Regions from separate parts of the Mus musculus genome. Here region 1 is linked to region 2. A link is a contact called in public HiChIP or PLAC-seq data. All regions are on one chromosome and are shown on one strand. Each heading gives the region's core, a stretch centred on a gene start, on an enhancer-like site or on the middle of the called end of the contact. The rest is flanking DNA. Distances are from core to core; before and after follow the strand shown.

Evidence for each region. HiChIP or PLAC-seq counts read pairs in DNA pulled down with a chosen protein or histone mark.
Region 1: a contact with region 2 is called in an H3K27ac HiChIP or PLAC-seq map of stem cell-derived neural progenitor cells, with 6 times the contacts expected there. The contact joins the enhancer-like site here to the promoter of 2610027F03Rik in region 2. A contact is called at or near these places in 2 of 39 promoter capture datasets (the SN4741 cell line and embryonic stem cells), 2 of 15 datasets of contacts at CTCF or cohesin (both in the NIH/3T3 cell line), 10 of 115 datasets of contacts at active chromatin or transcription factors (craniofacial prominence, embryonic fibroblasts, embryonic midbrain and 3 more) and 1 of 9 other capture datasets (embryonic stem cells).

What each region holds. Positions count from the first base shown.
Region 1 is chr1:121,095,141-121,101,700 of GRCm38.p6, reverse strand. It overlaps Celrr (cerebellum expressed regulatory RNA), which reads right to left. Exons shown (of 3, transcript NR_110450.1): 2 at 2,614-2,662. Among named protein-coding and RNA genes, the nearest start is that of Celrr, 11 kb to the right of the region's middle. Within about 2 kb of position 4,975, at least 52 of the 459 cell types and tissues checked have an H3K27ac peak or open chromatin away from gene starts, as enhancers often do. A contact at or near this core is called in craniofacial prominence and stem cell-derived neural progenitor cells, where this site is marked.
Region 2 is chr1:120,682,098-120,688,981 of GRCm38.p6, reverse strand. It overlaps 2610027F03Rik (a long non-coding RNA gene), which reads right to left and starts at 3,567. Exons shown (of 3, transcript XR_001779385.1): 1 at 208-3,567.

The sequences.
Region 1 (6,560 bases), core at 3,726-6,225, 410 kb before region 2:
TGAAAGCTTGCGTGACATTGCTAATTTTAGAGAAAATGGGACACTGATATCTGCAAGCACACGCAGGCTTGGGATGCGGATTAACACTTCCACCTCTCACAGAATCAAACCTCAAAACGGTGTCGGCATCGGGAAATATTATTATTAGAAGAATGTTCTTGGGGATGAGATGAAAAAAATGTAATGTCAGCTCTTTAGGAGGGTTTCATGAGACGGAGTGGTAATAAAACAGTCAGGGGGCAAGCTATTCAGGGAACCGAGCTCCGAAATGATGGAGTCCGTTTAATTCTGTTTCACTGTGGCACGGTGTGTGTGTGTGTGTGTGTGTGTGTGTGTATACTCAAAAATAAATTAGTAATTTTCCTCAAGTTCACGAGGAGACTCTACAATGGGGTACATGGTGAAGAGAGTTTTCTCATTAGTTGCAGGGAAAACAAAATTTAAGTAGTAGTGATAATAGTAAGGTCTAACCAGGCAGCTTAATGGGTAAAGGTACTTGAAAAATAAATCTGCTGACCTGTGTTTAATTCTCAGATCTCACAATGGAAGGAGAGGTCAGAGTCCCAGAAGGTGTCCTTAGATCTCTACACATGCCCCATGTCACACATGCACCATGTCACATATGCACCCACCCTCACACACACCTTGAGTCCATACTCCCAATGATAAATAAAGAAAAATTGAAAAATACAAGTCTGGCGAAATGGCTCAATGGATAGGAATATTTGCTGTCAAACCTGATAATTTGAGTTTGATTTGAGGTACTCAAGTGGGAGAGGAAAAGAAGAGACTGCCCCAAGCTAACCTCTGACCTTCACGCATGGCACTGGTATGCCCATACACTTCACCCTTGGCAAGTGAATAAAATATAACTGAAAAGTAATGAAAAGAGCGTGTGTGTGTGTGTGTGTGTGTGTGTGTGTGTGTGTGTGTGTATGCCTGCAGGTAAGAACTTGTGAGCAAAACATTGAGAGACAGAAACAGGAAGTTAAAGATGACTTAAGGAAACTTTTCTTCTGTGGGATAGCTTTTAAACCACACCTACAACTAGTATAGAAATAGGAATAAGATTGAGACAGGAAAACATGAAATGGTAGCATTAGAGACAAAAAGTGGAGAATACTTAGGCCCTAAACAAATAACACAAAAGCTTATTTATTTGTTTTGACTCAGACGAAGAATAATTCACAGAAGACCTGAATTATTATTCTTGAGATAATGGCCTAGAAACCCACTGCTCGGCTTTGTGATATATCACAGACACAGGCTGACATCTTGTATAGTTCACTGGCATTGTGTAAGTAATACTGTAGATCTGTGGTGGAGAATCTGGGCTTCCATGGAGCTTGGGGAGTGTGAACTCTGAAGCCCACATAGCATAGATGACTCAAGCACTCTTTATTTCCTGGTCCCCAGGCTCCTCTGTACCAAGAAAATAACACTGTTAATCGTCTGGACTTGGGCTGGGAATGTCCAGTACCTTTGCTCACAGTGCGACACCTCAACTGGTGCCTTTTCTCTCCCTTGCTGTGCGGAAGCACTCATCAGGGATATGTGGGCTATGGAGATGGCTCAGCCAGTGAAGTGGTTTCTTCACAAGCATGCAGATCTGTATCACCCATGTGAAAAGCCAAGCTTGGGAGAGCTAATCCCAGCATTGCATAGACATAGGAGGATCTCTGGGGCATGCCGGAGCAGCTAATCTTAACCAGTCCAACCAATGGGTGAGTTCCTGACCCTGTCTCCAAATAAAATAAGGCAGAGAAATAACAGAGAAGACACTGAAGTCCAACCTCTGGTTTCTATGTGAGCATGCACCACACGCATGCACACACACACACACACACACACACACACACACACACACACACACATTAACGTAAGAGGGTTGAAAGAGAACACATGGCCACTGCCACCTAAGCTATTAGCAGCATCCTTAGCTGTCAGCTAAGGCTTGTGCTTGAACACAAGCCGGAATGATCAAAGTTTGCTTTATTGGTCAATCAACAGACTTCATGCTATCTATATGGAAAACCTAGAAAGCAATGTGATGTTCAGTGTTGAAGCCATTAAAGGGACACTACGGTAATAAAGTGAAAATACATGTAGTGTCTTGATTCTTAGATAATACACGGGTCAATTCATTGGTGGTATTTTACTGGATGTTTGTGAGTCTCTGTAACTTGGGGAGATGATGAAGATCATCACCCCTCTGACCAGAGACAATACAAGTGCTCAGTGTCCAGACAGACCATGCACAGAGGGTTATACGGAAGGTTACAGGTAAAAGGCAGGAAGCCCGGCACCGAGTGAACACTTGATCAAGGCCAGAAACAACGAAACAGTTGAACAGGCAAACAGAATCCTTCCACCTTTGAAAGGGCCTGAAACCCTCTGCTCTCAGTGACTCTTGGCTGTCAGCCCTGGCCATATAATTAATCACAGTACAGTGAGCTCTCGATTATCTGCACTAGTGAAGGGCAGAGGCGTGGATAATACAAAACAAGGGACAATCTAAAAGTCATTTATATCTTTGGCTTTGGAATGAAGTCAGAGAAGCACACATGCATGTTTGCACACACACAGACCCTTCTCATTATGACTGCTATTTACCGGCCCAGGCTTCCTGATCGTGGTCTCCGTGGACGGCTTCTGGAGGAATCTGCATTGACAAAGGTGGTGCATTAGATATCAAAATGTTTTAAAAATGTAATAGACATTTGATTGGCCAAGTGGTGTATTGTGTGAGAGATGGCTATGAAAGCAGAGGGAATCATGTTCAAAGCCCCAGCAGGTACATCAAAGCCAGACATAGGCACACCTGACTGCAAAGCAGGCGTTTCGGGGAGGATCTCCAGGACCTCGGGTCAGAACACCAAACTAAAACAACGGTGAGCTTCAGGCTCAGTGAGAAATCCTGCCTCCCAACATGAGGTTAAAGAGAGATAGAAGACATCTGACACCCCCTTCTGCCCTCCATGTGCATGAGCACACCCGAATGCGCGTGTGTGCACATAACACACAGTGTAACAGACAATACTTTAAATACAGACTATATTATCATCAGTGCTTTAACAGTATTGTGGGAAGTAGAGGGAGGAGGATCAGAAATCCACAGTCAACCCTTGGCTGCATATCAAATTGGAGGCCAACCTGGGCTACATTTCTGTAGTCACCAGTATATAGGGGCCCCACACAGATTCTGCCCTATGACTCTCTAGCTTGTCATCTACTTGCTTATTTATGTACTTATTTTTGTTGTGTCTTGTTTTGTGTTTTTAGTGAGCATGTCTGTTAGTGTACTAGGAGGCCAATAGATCTGCATGTCTTAAAGATGGCTCTTATTGATTGGTAACTGCCAGCAGGCTTCGAATGCTTGGTTCTTCTCTTTCTGTTTCTTCCTTCCTTTCTCTGTCCCTTTCTCCTTTCCTTCCTGTCTCTGTGCCCCCGACCCCCGTACTTTCTCTCCCTGCCTTCTTTCTGTTCCTTCCCTCCTATCCTTCTTTCGTTTCTCTTTTCCCGCTCTTTCCCTTCCTTCCTTTCTTCCTCCTACCTTTTGACAGTTCTTTTTCTCTTTGTTGTCCCATAGCCTCATCCCTACTCCCAGCATCTCTGCTGTGAGAACCTATCAAGATTTCCCTAGCTCAACTCTTTAGCAGAAAATCCATCTCCAGGGCCCTAGTCCATGGTCCGGAAGAAGAAGATCAGAAGGAAGTTGTACCCGTTTATTTGAGGCACCCTGGAAATTGGATGCAAGTCCCTGGGTCATGGGGCTTCCTTCCTATCCTCTAGATCACTAAATACTTAGCACTGGGGCAAGAGAAGGCAGGGGAGGGAAGGAGGGGTAGGTAGGAAGCCCATGGCTGTGTCTGCTTGTGTTTGCCTCCTACAATGGGAGGATAGGGATAGAAAAGACCCAGGCGCGACATAAATATTTCCTATTATGGAAAAACTGAAGCCACAATGGAATCCGTCATGCTTGTGATATGAGAGACGGACAATATTTCGGGGCTGCCGCCACGTCGGCACCTGAATGGAGTTTATATTTTGTTTATGGAGCTCAATCCGAAGCCTTTTTATTTATTTATTTATTTGGCCCAGCCTGTGTAATTCTTCATGGGAGCTCGAAATGGCTGCGGGAGCAGCTCAATATTCCATTTATTTTATTTATAAAAGAAATTCAAAGGCTGAAAAGATGAAGTAATTGACTTACCGGGATGACAGTTAAACCCACTAAATTTAATCTTATCCTCTCAAGTACAACATATCGCGCTTACAAATTATCGCTAGGCACCAGGCAGCCCGGCGTTCCTCACCTAATGCAAATGGAATGGAGGCCGCTGTTATTGTATTATCTGACTTTACTATCGGCATTAATCCGGCTTAGCTCACTTAATGATGCCACTTGTGGCTCGGCAAAGGCTGCAGAGAAGTCTATAAACTACTTCCATTAAAATGCAAATCGGGCCCGCCGAGAAAATAAGTGACAGAAAAAAAAAAAAAAAAAGTAGGAGACTTGGGCCCTGCGAGCTGGGCCCCCACAGCCCGCGTGATCCCAGGTGATAGCCTAACCTCGATTATCTGCGCGGGGGCCCAGAAAGGGAGCCAGCCCCGCACGCAGCAGCCCCACAAAAAAACTGCTCCAACAAGCCAGGCTATTTAATTTCTGGAGAGATTTCTATTTCTTTTTGTTGTTAGGAAATGAACAAATACTTATCAATGTAAAAACTGCTATCTCCCATCTCCCTGCCAGGTTTTTCATACTGATATTATTTGCGCCGCATAACACAGGAAATGAAAATCTTCTCCATTCAGTCTCCACTGTATCTCCAAATCCTCTGCGAACAGTCTGGCTGCCTCCTCCCCTCCTCCCTCCACACCCCCCCCCCCCCAGCCCCCCTAGCTCTCTTCCTGGTAAACAGAAAGGAAAACTTCAGTGAGCTAAGGAAAGAGACAAGGCTCACAATTCTCCAACCAGACCGGAACTCGTGGGTTTCTGGGAGACAGTTTCTCTGTGCTGTTGAGGATGAGCTGGGGCGAGTGGAAGCCAGAGCCGGCTGGGAGCTCAGTGCTAACATCTGTTTTACTTAAGGGGCCTGATTTCCTTTTAGGAGGGAAGGGCTGTATTCCCTTTCAGTGTGAAGCATCCTGGGCCCTGGGGCTTATATTGATTCTGAACAAGGCCTAATAAAAGTAAGAGGGTGATCTCCCTTCCTATTTCAATTCCTTAGCTCCAACAGTTTTTCTTCAGTTCTTCGGGTGACACTAGGGGATTCTAGTATCTCTCTTTGACACTGGTGGGACCTCGAGCCCTTTTCCTGTGGGTGGCCTAGGAAACGGAAGGATAGATAGCATCCTGCCATGCCCTCTGTGGTCAGGGTTTCAAATCCCATGAGGATTTCTGACACTCACTGAAGGATCGATGCTAGTTTTTAAATACTACAGTACCTTTTATGGTAACAATATTACAACAAAAACATTTTATCCTGCCAGGGGTATCCAGTTAAAGTTGACTTGGGGCCTGTCATTGGTGAACTCCTTGCTTCAACCTCAGCATTTTCTACCACGGAGGAGAAAGCTATGTGCTCTCAAAAGGCATGGTGCTGTCTACCCAGGGCCGAGATAATGAGAGCTTCCTTCTTAGCCTTAAGTACTCTTTTGGGGCTCAAGGGAAAGATGACTAAAGTTGGAGAGAAGAGAGACCCTGTGTTGAAGAAGCTGGGATGAAGAATGACTTTAATGGTGGGGCCTGCCCACAGGGCCATGGGTCTGTACAGGCCTCTATGTGACTGCAATGCCTTGGCTGCATGGCTCAACAAGGCTCAACACCCCTGAGAGTTCCAAGTCCTTTACCTTTCTCTTTAGAGAGGCCTTTGTCCTTCCCGTTTTCTTAGAGACTGTGCATACCGTAGTCTAGGCTGTACAGTACACGGTAGTGTTTCTGCAGCTTCATGAAGAAGCACGACTCCACCTTGGAGCCCGCTTCAGTACAGGTGGGCTTCCTTTATTCTCTTAGGGACAGTTTCTTAGGTAAAACTGGATCTTTGGCTTCCAGAAAAGCATTTCAGAACGAGCCATTATAAAGTTGGATAAGAGCTTATTAAAAATAGGAAGATGGGGTCCAATGAAAGACCAAAGCCAACCTTGGAGCATGGGTGTGGGATTCTCAATGAGAGAGGCACAGCTTATTTTAAAAGAGAACAAAACAGAAACACATGTTTTAAGCACAAGGGTTAAGGGAAAGAATAAGGCACATCCAAGTGTGGTACAGGATTCTCAAAGGAGAGTCACAATGAAGTGCCTTAGGGTTAGGCACATTTGCATGACCTTCAGACGATGTGTCAAATGGGCTGCTAAGAAACACCTGTCCTTCTTGCCTTTTCTCTCTTTGAAAGTGAGAGTATAGGGAGGTACCTTGGGTGAGGTATCTATCAGTCTGATAAAACCAAGAGCCACAAGGGTTGCAGAAGGGGTTTCTAATAAGATTTCTAGAAAGTTATAGATCTATAACTGGGAAAGGAGAAAGGCTTTAAGAAAATGTTGTTAATTGTTAGAACTGT
Region 2 (6,884 bases), core at 2,318-4,817:
GCGTGGTGGCGCACGCCTTTAATCCCAGCTCTCGGGAGGCAGAGGCAGGCAGATTTCTGAGTTCGAGGCTAGCCTGGTCTACAAAGTGAGTTCCAGGACAGCCAGGGCTATACAGAGAAACCCTGTCTCGAAAAACCAAATAAATAAATAAATAAATAAATAAATAAATAAATAAATAAATAAAATAAAAATACAATGTGTGCTTACCATTTAACTCTAAACCTTTGAGCAGGAATCACGTGGCTGTAGGAGCTTCCCAGTGGGCTTTTGTGTGAATACAGAGGAAGGGAGGACAAAGACTCCATGAGATCATCCTGGCTTAGATTTGTGGCTCCTTCTCACCAGAAACCCAGGGTCAAGATGAAGAGCCAAGGGTTAAGGCTGTGTTAAACATGAAAGCAGATCAGATTTGAGAAAGTCCTCCCATCCTCCTGCCTCTGAACACAGAGATGTGAAAATTTTAAGATTATTTTATTGATTTATTTTGAGGATTAGGGGTACATGATGTGCACTGTGTGTGTGGGGGGGGGGGAGGGTTAAAGGATGACTCTTCAGAAGTAGCATCTTCCCTTCTGCCATGTTAGTGAGGCAGGTCTCTCTTTATTTCTGCCTCTGCACTGCATATCCATGACATTTCTGATACCTTCCCTCCCTATGAGGCTGGGCTTATATAATGGATGCCAAACACCGGTTCCAGGTTCTAAGATAGAATTCCAGTCCTTGGGGTTGAGCATTGAGCACTTTTCATCCGCTGAGCTATCTCAGCCTGGCCAGCAGCATTGACTTTGAAGGCTCCTTACTATCTTCCTGGCTTCCTCCTGTGGTCCTTGGTGTCCTGTGCATGCTGCCTCCTACCTAACTTGCCTTCACGCTGCACTCCAGCACCCCTCCCCCACCCCTCACCCTCTAGAAAATAGCTTTCTGAGGATTTGCTTAGTGGAAACATCCAGCGCCCTAGGAATTGGCTCCCTTGCTAGAAAAAGCAAAGATTTCCTCCTCTTAGGCTGCTGCGAGAGGCTGGCACCTGAGTTGTGGTAACTTCAAAGGCTGCACACATTTCAGCTCCAGAGACCAGAGAAGGCTGGGGGCTCCTCCCGCTGCCTCTGCCTGGACTCATACCAATTCCATGGCCACCTGCAGGAAGGGCTCTGTGCACATGATTTAAGAAGCCTAAAAATCTGAGTGTACAGCTGTATCTGGGGATAGGCATGGATGTCCAAAAGGTATAGTGTTTTCAGAATCCTTAAGACCAGCCTTGGGGCCCAGAAGTTGCTAGTCACCAAGCTAGATGACCTGAGTCTCCTGCCCTGAATCTGTACTGTAGAAGATAGATAGAGGCACAGGCAGGGAATGAAATCTACATTTGGAGAAGGTCTTGGGTTCCTGGCTTCAGTGGGTAATAGATATTTATGACTAAGAAGTCACCCCAAAAGAAGCTTTTACTAGAGCCATGGCACTCTCTGATCACAGGCTCTGCTGGCCTTTCTAAGATAACCTTTATGTTCACATTTTAAACATTCTATGGAGATGCTTTCCTTCCTTAAAAAGAAGAAGGGGAGAAAGCCTTGAAGGCAGCTGTTTCCTATATGCAGCTGGATTCTGCCACACAACTGTTTCGCCTTTAACAACTTTGTCAAGCTTAATTTGAGAGTAATCTGATTGCAGGTATCAGGTAGGAACAGGACGCTTCCAAGGACCCAGATCCCCACAGAGGGGTCAGTTCTAGTATCCAGGGTGGAAGGGAAGCATTGGTCAGAACGCAGGAAGCCAGAGGACCACAGACTGGCTGTAAAGCGCCAAGTTCACCCCCACGAGTCCACCATGGACTCCAGGAGATAATGCCTATGGGCAGAAGGAATGAGGTTTTCATTGCCAGGTCCCCAGTAACATAAAATCTCACAAACAACCTCCGTAAATCATGCCGTGACAGCTACCGGGCTTGTCCAACGTTAAACATAAGGGACTCTTCTTTTAAGTGGGGCTGCAGTCGCAGGCGGCACCATCTCCAGTCCTCAAACATCTGTAGTTCATCTTATCGTTTGAAGAAATATATGAGTTTCACTGTCTTTTTTTTTTCTTTTAAGCCTTTTGCAGCTTCTGCTCCTTGACTTGTTTGAACACCATCTGCTATGTATAAAATTGGGGGTGGGGGTACAGTGTGGAAAAAGAACATTTGAGAGATCTGTGGAGCGAGAGAAAAAGCAAACACTTCTGTGGGCATCAGAGGCCATCCACTTTCCTTTCTCAGCACCAGCCTCTTGTGGGTGTTGAACTTGGGGTGCTGCCCTGAGCTTAGGCTAGAGCGTGCTCTGGGTTTTGAGGAGTTTGCTTATTTTATTAGTGTGTATGTGCTCTATCTATGTGGAGTATGTATGTCTAGTTCCTGTGTATGCAGGTATATGAATGCAGAGGCCAGAAGGGACAACTACAGATCCTGTTCTATGACCCTGAACCAGAATATCTCACAGATCCAGGAGCTAAGCTGGCAGCCGGCCCCAGTGATCCTCATACCTCCATTCAGCACAAAACCAAGGTTACAGGCACCTACACAGCCTCACTCGGCTCTTTACATACATGCTGGGGATGGGAACACAGGTCCTCACTCTCACACAGCCAGTGGTCTTACGTCTGAGCCACGTCTGAAGTCCCCCATTCTGGGTTGGTCTGGTGCTGGTTAATTCCTTACTAATCAGCTTTGCAGAAACCATGGTGACAGTGAAAGTCCGGCACAGGTGATTCTCGGGTCCTTAAAGACATGGAAACCCACCTCGGGATTGGCTGAGCCCCTCCAAAGTGTCTAGAGATAGGAAAGAAGCTAAATCATGGCCCTTGGAACAAGCAGTAGAGAGGGATGACACTCATATAATAGAAAGGCTAGTGGAGGGAGCATATGTCATAGCATAAAGTCACCACAGGGTGGTACAAACTGCAGTGCACAGTCTCCCTAGGGCTGGTATCTCAGAGAAGCTGAGGGACAGAGCACCAGGCAACTGGGCTGGAAATAAGGGCAGCAGGGGGCCTCCCGGCTCCTTCTTCCAAAGCAGAGGTGTCTGAACTGAAGCAAGCAGTCTACAGGCGACAGATGTTTAAACACTTGACCCCTAAATTAATCACCACCTCTTTGTACCCTAGGCCATGCCTGGTCCAGTTGCCTCAGCCCTAACGTGGTCCAGGCAACATACATAGCTCAAATTCCAGGGACTCCCATTCTATTGGCCAGGAAATTAATTTAAATGATGTTTTTAATGGCCAGAGCGTCATTATGGATGAACTAAGCCAACAGTGAGGACAGAGATTTTACACTAACTCTGAAAGATTTTTGCTACAAGCAGCTGTTGATCAAAAAACTGTTCATAGAACTCAAAGGCCCCTCAGACAATTTTACCATCCCCTAGTGGGGATGGTAAAACAAATACTTAATAAAACTGATTAAAGGGTTGAGGAGCTGACATAATCAATACAGTTCTTGTCAAGCAAACATGAAGACTTGAGTTCTACCCACAGAACTTGTGTATAAAGACTGGACATGGTCCTAGACGCTTGAAATCTCAGCACATGGGAGATGAAGGCAGGTGGATCCCTGGGGGTGGGGGGGGGGGAGGGACGTGGGAGGCTTTCTAGCCAGCCAGCCTAGTCTACCTGATGAACTCCAGGCCAGTGAGATACTCTGCCTTAAAAAATATATACAAAAACGGTAGACTGTTCCTGAAGAATCAGTACCCAAAGTTGCCATCTGACCTTCATGTAGATGCACACATCTTCCCAGTGGTAAAACATGTACCTGAGGTGGATAAGACTTTACCCATTGAAAATATTTTTACTGATTAATAACCCTCGAAATTCTCATTATCTTCAGCAGTATTGATTTTATTATCACAATTGACAAGAAGATGGTGTGACTTTCTAACTGAATTCTTGGTGAATTCTCTTCTTTGATTTCTTCCACTAAACTCCTGGCTGGACCTGCATTAAAGGTTCATATCTGTCTTGAGCCATAATTCTTAGTTTTTTAAAATAGGTTTTATTTTTAAATAATATGTAGATGTGCATGTAAGTGAGTGTAGATGCCGTCGGAGACCCAAAGAAGCTGCCAACTGGAGCTGGTGTTTCAGGCAGTTGCAAGCCATCCAGTATTGGTGCTGGAAACTGAACTTGGGTCTTCTTAGCTGCTGAACTATCTCACCAGGTCCCCTGAGCTACAGTTTTTAAACATTTCTAATCCTTTGTCTCTGAAATGAAATATGAAGATGCCATTAGAACTCATGGGTTTGTTTGGTTGGTTTGGTTTGGGGATTGGAGATCTGATCCAGGACCCAGTGCATGCTAAACCGTTGCTCAACCACTGAACTGCATACCTACACTCTGCTTCTTAATGGCAGGCTGGCGCCTCAGGGTTCCGGCTGTGTGGGGCAATCCACTTGGGTCTGAGTTAAGCATGAGGCTTTGCCTACCATGGGAAAGAAAAGAGGTGCTAAACTGGTCCCGTTCATATTAGCAGAGAGCTGTCAGTGTCTCCCTGTCATGTGTCCCAGCATCCTTCCCATCAAATTTGCCAAGTAAGTGGAGAGACATTTCGGGCAACATTACAAATTTAACCAAGCATGCCCATGTCAGGGCTATATTTTGATGAGATAAAAGAAATTTTACCCCTGAAGGAAACAGGAGAAGAAGACCCTGTTAATCGCACTCTGTGTGTGTGTGTGTGTGTGTGTGTGTGTGTGTGTGTGTGTGTGTGTTTTGTGTGTGTGTATATGTGTGTGTGGGTGCGCATGTAAACTTGAAGGCTAAAGGTCAACTGCAGATGTCCTTTCTCTGAACCTATCCATCTTCCTTTCTGAGATGTGATTTCTCACTGTCTTGGAACTTCTCATTTTTGCTACACTGGTGGCCATTCCCCAGGGAATCCACCTTTCTCTATCTCTTCAAACTCTGAATCACGAGCCTGCTGCGTCACTCCTTGCTGCTCGTTTGCTTGCTTGTTTATTTTTCAGGTAGGTCCTGAGGAATGAACTTAGGTCCTCACCCTTGCACAGCAAGCACCTTACTGACTGAGCCATTTCCCCAGCTCTTAGTCACTCCTAAAAGCTGAGAAAATAAGCCACGTGTGGGGGTAAAGTAACTCTCTTTTAATCCCGGCACTCGGAAGACAGAGGCAGTCAGATCTCTGGGAGTTCAAGCTCAGCCTGCACTACACAGCAAGAAAAACAGAGAACTGAAATTACAGTTTGTAGTCAGTGTTTAGCCCGCAGAGCAGGGGCAGAGGCTGGTCGTGGTGCGTCTGCAGAAGCGTAGCTTCCTCCCCTCCCCCCCCCCCCCACCTGCCTGCCAACTGTTTCCTCTGAGACGGTGGTCAGGATCTGCCTGTGAGCTTTAATGCACAAGACTCCACATCTGGGCCTCCACACCACCTCTCTGACAACTGCAGATGTCTGAAGATGAAGTGCCTCCTGCTTGAGGAACTGTGCAACGAGGAGCCCCAAAAGGGAGTCCTGGACACTGTTTAAAAAGGCATCTGTCTTGAAGCAATTTCAGCGTCTCAGTCACCTGTTTACAAGTCTTGCTGGATGGGTTTTGAGGAATTTGGACTATTTTGAGGGACTCGGTTTTTTATATCCATTTATTTTGTTTATATGTGTGTGCATGAGTGTATGTGTCTATAGAGACCAGAGGCCTATGCCGGTGTCTTCTTTTATCTTTCTCCTCCACCTATTGGGATGGAGGCAGGGTTTCTCACTGAAGCTGAAGCTCAACCATCCAGACACAATAGCTGGCTAACAAGGACCAGCATCTTCCTGTCTCTGCCTCCCCAGCTCCAGTCTTTGCAGGGACATGATGCCTGGATTTCTTTGTGTGCTTGCTGGGGAATCTGAACTGCTAGTGGGAGCAAGCACTGTATTAAGTGAACCATCTCCCGAGCCCTATATTCATTGATTTTAATCATTCAAATCTCCCAGCTTTACCTTGGTTTTGTTCCTCTGCCTGAGCTGAAATGACCTGTCCCAACCTCCTAAAACTTTACTATCTTTTTAGATCAAGCACAGGGCAGAGGAGTCTGTAGGTCAAGACCGGAGCAGGAAGAGAGGTAGAATCGACTGTGTCTCCTGTGCTTGGGTTAAGTCAAGATTCATGGGTGAAGACACAGCAGAGGCTCCTGGGCCAGACTCCCTCTGATCTCATAACTCACCAGACTGTCAGCTTCTTACAACAGCAGTGCTCCTGGCTGCTTGCTGGGACTTTGGAGGGAGTCTGAGACTGAGACCACCCTTTAGAAGGCCATTCTCACCCAGCCTGGTGCAGACTAATGTTATGCTTGGGTCATGTAACTTCACTCTCAGGGAAAAATCAAGAATGGTGTTAAGTCGTAAATCACTCCACTCTGGAATGGATTTGAGCCAGAACGATCAGTCTGAGCATTCCTGCCTTGCTTGACCATGGTAAAGAGATTATGGTATGTAAGATTCGGCTAAACATAGCTTGTTTCCATTTCCTACTGTCCTGGTTGCCCGTCTCGCTATGAAAGGTTGAGACCTAGGAGGGGGAAAGTCATCCTCACTATGGATTGATTCTCACCCCAGGACATCCTATTCAGAGTTCATCCTTATAAGGCCATTGCGGGAGAGACTTGTGGGTCCATCAGAGAGATATTCATAAAGCTGGCGTTAGGATGGCTTCAACTGGCCTGTCTCACAAATCAGCAAGAACAGAAGGTACCAAACAACAGAAGCTTGCCTGTGAGGTCCCAACTCAGCAAAATTTGCTCACTCCTGCACCACGCACCAGTTCACATGGTGGAAACTGACTTCCCTTTTCCCTGATGTTAATGGAGTTCCCAGTTATAATGAAACAATCTTAGCAGATCTGCTTGCCCTGAGGTAAGCAGTTCC